Linked DNA regions of Mus musculus: region 1 is linked to region 2. A link is a contact called in public promoter capture Hi-C data. All regions are on one chromosome and are shown on one strand. Each heading gives the region's core, a stretch centred on a gene start, on an enhancer-like site or on the middle of the called end of the contact. The rest is flanking DNA. Distances are from core to core; before and after follow the strand shown. Region 1 holds the start of Itsn2 (intersectin 2). Region 2 holds the start of Dnmt3a (DNA methyltransferase 3A).

Evidence for each region. Promoter capture Hi-C pulls out the DNA fragments that hold promoters and counts their contacts.
Region 1: a promoter capture Hi-C map of pre-B cells shows a contact between it and region 2, with 3 times the contacts expected there. The contact joins the promoter of Itsn2 here to the promoter of Dnmt3a in region 2. A contact is called at or near these places in 4 of 39 promoter capture datasets (frontonasal cranial neural crest, liver and pre-B cells).

What each region holds. Positions count from the first base shown.
Region 1 is chr12:4,590,602-4,597,421 of GRCm38.p6, reverse strand. Itsn2 (intersectin 2) reads right to left here and starts at 4,414. Exons shown (of 40, transcript NM_001198968.2): 1 at 4,190-4,414. Gm3625 (predicted gene 3625) reads left to right here and starts at 3,691. Exons shown (of 1, transcript NR_169069.1): 1 at 3,691-6,820.
Region 2 is chr12:3,802,885-3,809,330 of GRCm38.p6, reverse strand. It overlaps Dnmt3a (DNA methyltransferase 3A), which reads right to left and starts at 2,351. Exons shown (of 23, transcript NM_007872.4): 1 at 2,211-2,351.

The DNA of each region.
Region 1 (6,820 bases), core at 3,165-5,664, 790 kb before region 2:
TTGGACATTTCTTGCAAGAAATCATGCAATATTTATGAAATGAAATGAAAGAATGAACTCTATGCTATGAATTATGAGTAACTTCTTTTGTCCTTAATTTTCAAAGACAGAAGACAGAATAAAGAAAAGAAGGCTGATGTGGAATGTGGAGAAGACAAAAATAAAGAACAGCTGCAGTAATGAAGAGGCGATCTGCGAGAGATGCAAGAGTGAGCTGCACTATCAGGTCCTCAGCTAAATGAACTCCAAAGATCAGGTTCAGGGGAGCACTACCAGAAAAGGCTTACAGCTGCCCAAATCTAATCCAAAGGTTCTTAACTCCTCCAGCACCCCACACTACCCAGTCTGCGAACCTGTGCAACACTGTAGGAATCAGTACGGTGAAAGGCGTTAGTGAGTCTTAGGCCAGAATCACTGGGATGAAGGGGGAGGGGGAGGAAAGCTCAATACAGGTAGGCTCCGCAGCAATGGAAAACCTAAAGGGGAGAAATTTTCCCTTCTACCACTTGGATGTTCAGATGCTAATAAAAATGGTTTAAAGAAATAATACTGCTTTGTATTCCTAAGTGGTCCACACCATTCTTGGCAAATATGATTAATACTGACAGTTAACTTGACAAAATCTACAACAACCTAGGAGGAAAGCCTTTGGACATGCCTATGCAGGATTGTCTAGATTAGATGAACTGAAGTGGGAAGACTCACCCTGAATGCGGACCGCTATTCCACGGACTTCACACAAAGGCAACAGCTAGGAGACGGTATCCATCTCTGCTTCCTGACTGCAGATGCGTTGTGACTACCTGTCTCATTCTCTCACTGTGATGGACTGTACCCTCAAACCGTGTGTCAAAATGTTCCTCAAGTTGCTTCTTGTCAAATATTTTGTCATAGAAACAAGAAAAGTAACTAACAGGAAATTGTCACTAATCTTTGAGGTAATTACCTATAATCCCTAAGGATTATTTCATGAACACTAAAAAGCAATGCCCCAAATGTTACATAAATTACAAAATGTATTAACTTGTTCTACCTGGTTCTTATATTAAAGCAGTCATTTTACAAATGCACAAAAACATATTAGATGGAAGACTAAGAAAGGAGGACAGAGAACACAGAAAGAAAATGGCAAAGCAAAGGCTGTTCCCGTCCTAATGACAAGTACAAAGCCTTGCCTATTTAGATCTCTCACGTTTGTTCTCTCTCAACACTAGCCTCTTCCAAGTTAAGTCCACTTCGAGCTGCAAAGAATTTAACTATCTGAGTCCAAAGGCACTGAAGTGATGATCCAAAGTAGTAGAAATGAAGGGAACTACAGAGGAAGACTCTTGTAATGCATTTTTTAGCCTTCTCATATGGCTCATTTTGATGTTGATTAAAAACTGAACACCAAAAGAAAAGGCTATTTTCTACAGTAATTAGAATAAATCACAAACCTAAGAGAGACAGCACCACAGAGAGGACGACAGACTAATTAGCTTGAGATTTCTCACTGAAGGAAGCAGGCTGGGATGATAGCAGGTAACACTTACTGGGCACTTATGCTAGGCACAGCAACTAAGCACTTTATATTACATACAACACTATGAAATGGGGACTATCATTATCCCTGTTTTAAAGATGAAGAAGAAACAGAAATTGGAGAATTAAAGAAACTTGCTTAAGGTCATACAACTATTTGGAACTAGAGCTGAGGTAGGAGGTCTAACTAGAGAGCCTATACTTTTATCCAACAGAGTTGTAAACATGTACTCAATTTTTATTAAACCAGACCTTTCCTCAAATGAATATGCATTGACCATGAAAAGGATTCAGAAAACATAAGCCAGGTGGTTAAATACAACAAATTAAGTGTCTCCCATCTGGTAGTAACTCCCTGATTGTCCGCCATAATCACAGTTGAATAGCTGTACAGTAAATAACAGAGTTTTATTCAGTGTCTTGATATGGCTGACAGTATATAACAACGTTATTTAGTGTCTTCATATGGCTGTGAAACTGCCCTTTAATTGAACCTCTCAAAACACTGCAAATGAAATACGTTGCACTCTTAGAGTTATGAAAATACATTATTTCTCGGTCTATTCACTGTTATTTCTGTTCAGTTTCCTCCCCCATTTCCTCTGTGCCTCATATCCTTTAAGCCCCATTCAGTTCCTCTTTCTCAAGAATACCTACATGCACGTTCTACCCCGGAGGGTGTGTCAATGTGCAACCACTGTAAAAGAGCCAAGTATAAATACATTTTAGATGTATGTTCAGCTTTAGATCTATGCAATTGCAGAAAGAGCTTAGGTGCTGAAGTTAAAAGAATTCTAAACTGAAACAAGACACTTGTTCTTACTAGCTCCGAGACCTAGAGCAGTCAGTTAAAAGTTAACATTTTACTTATCTATCTGATGGGAGGACATTACTTACAAGGCCTTCATGTGCTTTAAATAAGTATATAAAACACTGAGCATAGTGTTTTATATACTTATTTAAATATAATATTAGTAAGTGCTCTATAAATGACCACCATGGGAGATACACTGTGATACTAAAGGAAGTTTAGTGGGTGATGCACAATACATATTTTTTTATCAGAAGGATGGAACTCTGTGAAACTCTAGATTGAAGATGAATCAAAACTAAATATCTTGAGATTTCATGCCCCTGGTAGCAGACAGCATGCTGAGAATATGTAAAATGGTCGTTTTACTCCTTAATACACACACACACACACACACACACACACCTCTAAAATTTCTAAGATTATATAAAAAAATGTCCACTTTGTATAGGATAAAATGACCAAAATAAATTCTTGAAAAATTCTCTAAGTTTGGGCAAAAGGTGTGTGTTACTCTGTTTTTGTAAAAATGCATTTTTAAAGTACAAATCCAATCCCCTGAATGTACATATCTCCTCACACTCAGGAAATATCGGGATTTGAGCCTTTGGATATGTTGAACATTTTTTTAACTTCGTTAAATGGTTACCAGCATTACTTGGAACAGCAGCAGCACACCAGTCATAAGAATAACCGCCAACGTAATGGCAAGCACATAACTGAATTTTGCAGGCCTCCCATCAACTTGTATAAATGTTGTAGGCCATGTTTCTAGATTGCTTTTAGGTTTTAGCACTGGATGACAATACAGCAAACCGTGAAAGGGAAGTTAGCAATTTCTCAAAGGCTTAAGCACCTAGTTTGGCCTCCAGTCTGTACTACCTAAACTAAGCTAACAACACAAAATTCCAAGTGACACCTTGCGTCCCCTGAGGAAGTAGGAAACGCCGTGAAACAGACAAGAAGCACGGAGTACGGCAGTAATTTCTGTGTCAACTTGAATTCCTATTGTAAAGTAGCTGGGTCTATCCAAAATGTTCCTGTTCGTTATGAATGCAAGTTTCAAATGAGTGTATTTGCCACGGACAATCACTGAATAACACAGAGCATGACCAATACCTGCAAACAGTGTCTTTCAGCAGAATGAAACTTGCAGCCTCGGTTTACCTACTCACTATGCACTTGTAGGTGCCTCTTCTCCCTTAAATAAGCAGTGAACTTTGGCTACAGAGACTCCTCGCTGTGCTTCCTATATATACCCTAGAAATGCATAATGCAGAAGTCAGCGCTTAACAGTTCTCAACTTTAGCTGTTATAACGCGAGCAGTGGACGCCAAGCATCCGCCCACTGTCCTCTCGTGACTCCGGCTACTTTGACGCACCGGGATGCGGCTCACCTGACACTCTGCAGCAACCCTGACCAAGGAGGAAAAAGAAAAGAAAGGAAGAAAGAAAGAAAAGAAAAGTCAACTAAGCCAAAATAAAATAGGTCCCCAAGGCAACGCGCACCCAGCCCAGATGCCCCTAAGGAAAGCCCGGAACCCGGTCGCCACCAGCGATAGGCGGAGGCCGTCACCTGCCAAGCGAGGCCGCGGCAAGGGGCCCGGGCTTCCCGGCCTCTGAGAGGAGCGGCCCGCCCGCCCCGCGGCGGAGGCAGGAACCCCGGGGCCGGAGGTTTCCGCCCGGCACGGCCGTCCTCGGCCGGGGCCTAGGGCGGGGGCCGCACGCGCTTCCGAGGACTGAACCCGGCGGTGCGCGGCGCGCAGCCCCCTCTGCCCGGCCCGTGGAACCCCGGGGGCGGCGGCGGCCGCACCTGCCCCGCGCCCCTCGGCCGCGCCGACGGGCGGCTTCACCCACCTGGCGCCTCGCGCACGTCCCGGCGCGACCCCGCGCGCTCCTCGACACCGGCGCGTGGGCGCGGCCAAGCTCCGGGAAGACCCTGCCGTGCCGCGGCCGCCGCCGCCGGGTCAGTCGTCAGGCCGGCCGCAGCGAACCTGTTGCGCAGCCTGTCACGGCTGCTGGGCTCTCAGCCGGCGCCGCCTCAGCCCCACAACAACATGGCGGCCGCGGCCTCCGCAGGAAGCCGGGGGGCGGGGAGGCGAGCGACGGGCGGGCAGTGACGGCCCGCCCGCCTAGCCGCGGGACACCTACTCCTCACCGTGGGGAGCGTGACACTGCGTGGCGCTCCTCCTCGCCCCCGGAACCGTGGAAGGCGTGGGCCGAAATGCTTCTCCTCCCGCCAGGTCCCGAAGCTCCGCGGCTGACAGCCCTTCCAGGAGCTGCCAAGACCCCCCACCTGGCTCCTCCTCTTCGAGGTGACTTGCCGGGGACTGGGTGGGACATTTCCTGCCACAGGACCCTAAGGTTTTGGAAAGGGCCAAGAGATGTCCAGGACATCCCCGTTGGACCACACATGGAGCTTGCTGTCTCTCAAGCTGGAACCTTCTTATTCACTGAAGGTCTCTTCGTTAACATGTGAGCAAGCCTTTCCTGAGAATGGGGAAGTTAGAGGTGCAAAGGAGTTGCCTCCACCTTTGCTGCAGATCCTTCTCAAGGACTCTCCTTAAAGGATTTTACCACACCCAAGAGTTAGCTGTCCATTCACCATCACACACACACACACACACACAGAGAGAGAGAGAGAGAGAGAGAAAGAGAGAGAGACAGAGACACAGAGACAGAGACAGAGACAGAGACTGAGAAAAAGCATCCCTCTGTTCACACACAAGAGCAAGCTCATGACAGACAGGAAGACCGTCCCGGACTTTTCTGCTTGCAGAAGCTAAACATCCTTACCCATCTAATAGGAGAAACTCATACTTAGAACTTATTTCTATTCTGTGGTTTCCTCACTCAAATCACCATTCTTTATCTGCTGTTTGACAGAGGCAACAGCACCCCCTGGACAAAAAAAAAGCTTTCTTAAGGTTGAGGATGAGGAAATGATGGTCCCTAATGGGCAAAATGGGAGTGTAAGGTTTCCATGGAAGGAAGTGTACTGAGATGCAAAACTCATAACGTAAACTGGTGCGTGCCTGTAACCCCTGCACACAGAGAACGAGTCGCATCAGTCTGACTGCTGAGAAGGATTGTGAATTTGAGGTCAGTCTAGGCTATATAAAAATTGTTTTTTAAAAATCCCATAAATAAATGGATGTTTTCAAACATTAGTATCCCTATGATTTCAATTGAAATGTGAGAGATATGTGTAGATCAGATGACCCCAGGCTTCACTGACCCCTGTTGGGGCTGATGCAGATAGAAAGTCTGACTTGAAAGAGATTGCGGAGATGCTCAGGGCCAACTGAACTGGACAACCAACTCTTAGGAGGAATTTAGCAAACATTGATGGTGATAAACAGGGTTTTCTTGCTCTCACGGTGTTTTCTTAACTCTTCAATTAGCCCTTGGCTTGCATTTTGGTGTTCGGGACTTGGTAACATTCACCTTGCCTTCTTTCTGTTGAGGTTGCTGGATCCTTGAGAGGAGGGCGGTGGGACGCAGGTGCATTTAAAGGCCTCCCTTGAAGAAACTGCAGAGCTATCAGAAATTGGAGTTCTGTATGTCTGCCTGCAGTATCCCAAACACTAAGTCAACAACTTGGGATTTTTTTTGTTTGGTTTTAGGGTTTTTTTTTGGGGGGGGGGGATGGTCTCTCTGTATAGCCTTGGCTGTCTTAGAACTCTCTTTGTAGACCAGGCTGGCCTCAGAGTCACAGTGATCTGCCTGCCTTTGTCTCCCAAGTGCTGATAATTCCAGTTTCTATTCAGAACTTGAGATCAATCTATCCTGTCACAATGTAGAGTATGAGGGCCTCCTCTAGCCTAGCTTCTCTTATACATACATATGCGATTCTGGAATAAATCTGGACTTACTTAGTGGATATAAGTAATGAGGGAAGAAAAGAAATGAAGGATTCTCAGATTGCTGGGCAGGCCTTGCTAACAGTAGTTCTTTCTGTTCAGCAAGCTAAATGGAATTTTGGAGGCTGGCAAACACAGAAGCAACCCAAGAAATGTTCTTGCTGCCTTTAGATCTTTCTTTCCCTACTTATGCAAAAACAGTCCTTTTTGTCGTTTTTGATTTTTGTTTTTAGGCTTGCAAAACCCTTCTTCTCTCCTTGTGTCTTCTTTAGCCAAATACCAGAGCACTCAGTGTCCAGCAAAAACTTCAGCACCTGAAATAGTCAGTCATTTCTCTCCACCCAGAATTCTCGTCATCCTCAGTCTTTAGGAATTTATGATTCAGGTAGGTGATGTAGCAACCCTCCCAGTTCATTCCTCCATTCATGGGCTGGTCTTGAAACTCTACCTGTGAATTCCCTCAGAATTTCCCAGATCTGACTGTCATTTGTTTACCTCTAGCATGGACTGTAGATGAATAACAAGCCCTACCTAATTCAGAGACGTTCTGTCAATTCCCTAAAAGATTAGTAGTTGGTGTAGCGTGAAAAGCTTAGGGAGCAGGGAAGTAAACTATGCATATCAT
Region 2 (6,446 bases), core at 1,102-3,601:
GGGGGGGGGCTCTGAGAGGCAGCAGGGCCTAGAGAAGGAGGCCACAGGGAAGGGGGAGGAAGGTGCCAGACCTATGACATAAGTTGGCTTGGGGGCCCCTACCTGGACACACACACACACACACCACTCTTCGACAGAATTACCTGTCAATAACAGCTCCACAAGGGCCTTAATGGACCCCAGAGGCAGAGGGGACAAGTCAGCTTGCCCCCAAAGCCCACAGGAACTTACACAACCCAACTATCCAAAAGCAAGTGACTGCTCTAACTACCTGCAAATGGCCCCTGTCTGCACAGAGGATAGCCCAAAGAGGGTCTGCCAGGCTGCTGGGCTTTCCAAATCCCACAGGTCAGTCCTAACACCCCAGCAACGCAAGAATAGCTCCCCAGGCTGCAGCTGTCACATCTGCCTGGGAGGGAGGAGGCACAGTGGAGTAGCACCTGATCCCAGAATCCCTGCACAGCCTGCCCAGGAGGAGGTTCAGCCGCTGGCAGCTCAGGGTGAAACATGAAGACTGAACTGTCCCCGGGGATGCTGATGGCAGTCTCTGGGCACTGCAGTGAGGGGCAAGCTGGGTCACTCGGCCGAAGATACTCCTCCCCAAGGCTCCTGTCCCCTCTGGTTTGAGAGGGGGCAGTTATGCAGTCCCTAGCCCGCCCTTCCTCCCCAGCCCTACGCAGGTCAGAACTGCCCAGCTGGGTGCAAGACGCCATCTTAGGTCAAGGTGCAGCCACAGAAGGCTCCCCCTGGGAGCCCGGGAAGGGAGCTCTGAGAACCCAGTGGGAGCCTTCTCTCACCCAGGGTGTCCACACCTACTCAGCTGGCCTTGCAGGAAAAGAGGAGAGGAGGGGATGCAGAGACAGGGGGAGAGCAACTACTGAGTGGGGAGCGAAGGGAGAGGGTGCCCCCAAGAAGGCAGGCTCCAGGAAAGCAAAATGAAGTTTGGCAGCCATAGGGCTGCGGGCCCCGCGAAGAGGGGTTGGGGGAGGCTGGGGGCGGGCCCTGGACGCACGCCAGCTCGGTCCGCGCCAACGAGGGAGGGCAAGACGGCGTGGAGTAGGGAGTCCGGGTGAGGGCAGGACACGGACCGCGGCCGGAGCCGCTCGGAGGCTCGGGTGTCTCCTGAGGTGAGGGCAACATGGGGACTGAGACCCCCGATCCGCAGCCTCGGCGAGGCCTCGTCCTTCACTGTGCAGATGCGAAGCTTTCAAGGACACGTCTACACCGGCCCGGCGGGGGTGCGTGTGAGTGTATGCAAGGGGAGTCTGCCTCAGGGGGCGACCCCGGCATCCCCACCGGAGACATTTCCAGCCTTGCTGCTCCCGCCCCCGCACCTTCTAGTCCCCCGCGGCCCGGCCCGGGGATCCTCGCCCACTCCCGCCCCGCCCCCATACTGCGGCGCCGCCGCCGCCACCACCACCCCGCTCCCACGGCCCGCAGCGGGGGCAGGGAGGAGCCGGGCGCGACGCCCCCCCCTCCACGCCGTTCCGCCTGGCCTCCGCGGGAGCGTGCGCCCCCGAGCGGGCACGCTCCCCACGCGCGCGCCCCTCCCAGGCCCGCCGGCGCCCCGCACCCCCAAGCCACAGGTGGCCGCGGGAAGATCGCGACGCCGCGCTCCCCGGCGCGGGCCCCGGCCGCCCCTGGGCCCTGCCGGGGGCCTCCAGGGTCCCCCCCGCCGCGCGGAGCCTGCAGGCCCGGGGGAGGGGCGGGGCGGGCGCGGGGCCCGGGTCGTGCCAGGCTGCCATTTTCTGCCGTGGCCACGGCGCTCCCCGGCCGCCCGCGCCCCCTCCCCCTCCTCTCCCCTCCCGCCGCCCGATTCCCGGTCCCGTCCGCACTCCGCAGCGCACGGCCGCAGGCCCCGACCGGGCCCCCGGGCGGGGGCAGAGCCCGGAAGGCGGAGGCGGCGGGGCCCTGCGGCAGCGCGCGTCGGGCGGCGCGCAGGCCGGCGGAGGCCCCCCGCGGCATTGTACGGACTTGAACTTGAGCCCGGGCCGGGCGGGGGCGCCGAGGGGCGTCCGCGGCGGAGGCGGCGCGCAGAAGAGGAGCGGCGGGCGAGCGGCGGGGACATAAACAAACCCTCGGCCCGGGCGGTCCGCGCTCTCAGCACCGCGCGCCGAGTTGCGGGGTCCGAGCCGCGCTCCCCACCGCCTTGCTGTGCCCTCCCGCCCGCCCGCCCTCTCAGCTCCCGGGCCGCAGGCCGTGCTGGTTACCGTGTGGCCCGGCGGGTCGGGCGGCCCGGCTCGCCCTGCTGCCGCGGCGCCGCGTCCCGGCTCGTCCTCTGCTCGCGCCGCCGCCCGCGCCGCCTCCCGGCCCGCCCGCTGCCTGCCGCGCTCCCTCCCTCCGTCGCTGTCGCGCTCCCTCTCTCCGCCTCCTCCGCCGGGTCCCCCCCGCCCGCCTCTTCTCTCCGCCTTCCTCCTTCCCTCCCTCCGGCCGCCCGCCGCCCAGGCCTCCGCCCGCCGCTCGCCCCCCGTGGCCGCGCTGGCTCTGGCCCCGGCGCTGCGGAGCCGCCCGGGAGGCAACCCCGGGGGCCCCGGGGCGCCGCGGCGGGAGCTATCCGAGCCGCGGACGGTCCTAGCGCCCCCGGCGGGAGGAGCGGGTTCGGGACCCCGCCGCGCCCCGACTGCGGCGCTCCGGGCCGGGCACCCTGCCGGAGCTGCGATCTCGGCCGCCCTGTGCCCCTCGGGTGGTCCCCCGGCCGCAACCTCCCCACCTTGCGGCGCCCCTCTACCTGGCGCGGCTTCTGCGCTGGGTCCCCGCATCCAGCACTGGTCGTAGGGACAGCTGCCCCTCCTCTCCCGGGCCGGTGTCAAGTGCCTGCCCCCCCCCGTCCCCCCCCCTCGCCGCCCGCGGAGCCCCCGGCGGCCTTCGCCCTGCAGTTCTCCCGACCTCCACCAGAGCCCACTGCGCTTTGCGCGCCTCAGCACTGGGGCTGGGGACAGCAGCGCCTGCTCAGCCGCGTCGCCACCCACAGCCAGGTGCCGCGGTGGCCAGACGGCTGCACAGGGCCAAGGTCGGAGCGCCTGGCGCCTCGAGGCCATCCTAGAGCATCGAGCACCGCCACGGAGTGGGCTCCCTAGAAGGCAGTAAGCTTTCCGTACCTTGAGGTGTCCAAAAAGAGTTGGATGCCCTCAGGTGGGCTCTGGAAAGATCTGAAGAGGTGGAAGGTTGAACTAAATGACATTGAAGGCCTGCCTCTTCCAGCTGCAAGATTCTCTGCAGACGGGCACTAGACCTGGCTCCCTCAGTGTGGGGGTGCTCTCAGGGCTCCGGGTCTGTAGTGCTCACCTCTCCAGCTACCATCACTGGAGCTTGGCACTGAATCCCCTGACTCCCAGCCTCCTTGTCAGGCTCCTCCCTCCTGTCACTGGACAGCACCATCCATCCAGCCCTTCAGTGCCCCAGTGTCCTGAGTTGCATCTCCCACACCCACGGCACACTTATTTGCAGACCCTCAATGCTGAAGCAGGTTCCCATAGAACACGCCCCACCTAGAACACTTCACCCCATTTGAGGATCAAAGGGACAGTTGCCTAATTCATTGAAATACAGAACCACCCTTTCCTATTTGCAGGGCACATTTACACTTCAGTCTTCCCTACCCCAAAGCAACTGTCCTGACCTTTCCTAATAGCACTCAATATCGCACCCCCACCCTCCACTACTGGTGTTCATTTCTGCCACCCATAGTCTTTCACCTGGCCAGTTCTTAGGACTCGTCATGCCCTGTGAGGACAAGGACACCGTTTGCCTTCAATACAGCTCAGCACCTGTACATGCTACGTCCTCATAAATGTTGGTTGAATGACTGTATGAACTGCAGGCTTCCTGTATCCAAATCCATAGCCCTCCAAATGATGCTCCCAGCTTGACTAAGGACAAGACCATTTTAGAGAAAGGCCTCGACTTCAAGAGTTATATGGCACTACCTCTAAAGAGTAGCCACCAGCCACCAAACACTTCCATCTGTCGAGTGACTTGTACTGCTCCAACTTTTCAGTGAAGAAACCCATGCTTGGACTGGGGATGGAACTTGGTGGGAGAGCATTTGCCTGGTAACCTCCAAGTCTTGGGTTCAGGATTTAACACCACAAACAAAAAGCTCACCATGAGGCTGGAGAGACTGGCTCAGCAGTCCAAAGCACTGGCTGCTATTCCAGAGGACCTGGGTGTAGTTCTCAGCACCCACATGCCAGTTCACAACTGACTATTAACTTCAGATCCAGGGGATGTGGCAGGGATATGGTACACAGGAGCAAGAAAAACATGCTTATGCACAATTTTTAAAAGCCATCCAGGCTTAACCCTGAGTTGGGAAGTGGCAGAGCAAGAGTTAAGTCCAGGTTCATTTGACTCAGGTCAGCATATTACAGTGGGAAGAAGCCAAAACTGACCAAATGAGAGAGCCAAATGTAAGTCTGTATTCAGTACTGATGGTGCTGTCATGGGGAGCCATGACAGCATGGGATGTCTGTGATGCTCATGTAGTCAGGCCCACAGCAACTGTCAGGGGACTTGGGACCAGTGTGTAGCAGTTGCAGGGCGTCACCGTTGGCTCGAGACACCAACACTGCGTCTTTGGTCCAGCGAGGAAGCACATCAGTGCTGGGTGCTGCTGAGACGGGCTTGACCTTGAGGCTCTGTCACAGTTGGAATAAGAAGCATCCCTCTAGATAGGCTCACACATTAATGGGCAGGCCCTTTAAAGGGCTGGCCCTCTGCAGGTGGTGGGCTTTTGTTGTTGTTTTGTGGGGTTTGGTTTTGTTATTATTGTTGGGTTATTTTTGAGACAGAGTCTCTGTTATGTAGCCTTGGCTGTCCTGAAACTCATCTTGAGACTAGGCTGGTCTCAAACGCATAGAGATCCATCTGTCTCTGCCTCTCAGCGCTGGGACCAAAGGTGTGTGCCACCACACCCAGTGTTGTGGTACTGTTTTGAGAGGTTCTGGAAGCTGCGGGAAGTGGGGCCTGGCTGGGTGACCTAGGCCACTGAGTACCTTTTCTTGGGGGATATCCCTTGCCTCTCTCTGTCCCTTGCCCTGCTTCCTGACTGCTCCTCCAGCCCCCACCCCCACCATCTGCACCTGCCACCATAGTATTCTGCCTCACAGCCGGCCCCAGGAGCATGGCCCGGGACTAAACCCTCAGGAACTGTGAGCCCAAGGATGTATTTCCCCGATCAGACTGGTCTTGTGACATATTTTGTCACAAAAAGGGAAGCAGTGAGCACAGGCTTCTACACCCCCTACTTTGGTCCTAGACATTTTGGACAGAGGATGCAGCATCCATTCCAATAGAGAAGGTTATCCCCATGGTACCTACTCCCATATCTCAGTGCCATATCTCAGTGGCTTAAAAACACCAAGTTCTAGGGTGGTTTGGTGACTCTCCCAAAAGCCAAATGCAGTATCACCATGTATCTCTGAAATCCCAGCGTTAGGTATATATCTAAAAGGACAGAAAGCAAGCTGGGTGTGGAGGCATACGTCTGTAATCCCAGTTCTCGGGAGGCAGAGGCAGGAGGATGGCCAGGTCTACATGGTGAGGTTTGGGGTAGCTTGAGCTACATATGCAGACTCTGTCTCACACAAACAGGGTAAAAAGAGGGAGCTTGTAGAGTTTGTGCAACAACACTTCTAACTATTTGCAGTAGCCGCAAATGGGAGCAACCTGAATGTCCACCTACCAACAGATGAATGGATAACCATAATGTCTTACCATATATGCAGTGGCATATTACAGAGGCTTGAAAGGGAAGCAACACGGATGAACCAGTCACAGACACCAAGGTTGCATGGTTCTATTTACATGAGGTGCCTAGAGTAGTCAAATCTGTGAACATAAAATAGAATCTTAGCTACCTGGGTCTGGATGGGGAGCATGGCAGAGTGTTTAACTGCTAGAGCATCATCCTGAAAATGAATGCTTTCTAGAGATAGGTCGGTGGGGTATGAGCTAATACAGATAAAATAGTGACATTTGTGTTATGTGCATTTGACTCCAATAAAATAGTATGAAGTCACTGTAAGTGCCATGGATCCTTTGTGGGTTTGCTGTGCCCGTGGGTATCCAGAGCCTCTGACCTACAGAAAGAGCCACCATCTAAGGGGAAGCACCAGAGGATGTCACCTGTCAATGGGCATGTCCTTGAAGGATAAAACCAGACATACAGCTCCATTTAACGACAAAATCTGGGACCACATGCAAAGACCAGACATGTTAGGATGAGGATGTAATGTAGTCAGTAGAGTGCTTACCTAGTGGGCACCAGAGCAGGAAACTGGTGCAGCACACACCTGTAATTCAAGCAAGTAACAGGTAGAAGAAGGAGGATCATACGTTCAAAGTCATCACAAGTTTGAGACCAGCCTGAGCTAACTGAAACCCTGTCTGTCTGTCTGTCTCTGAAATTACTAGCCACAAAAGTCACTATGGGGACTTTTTGTATC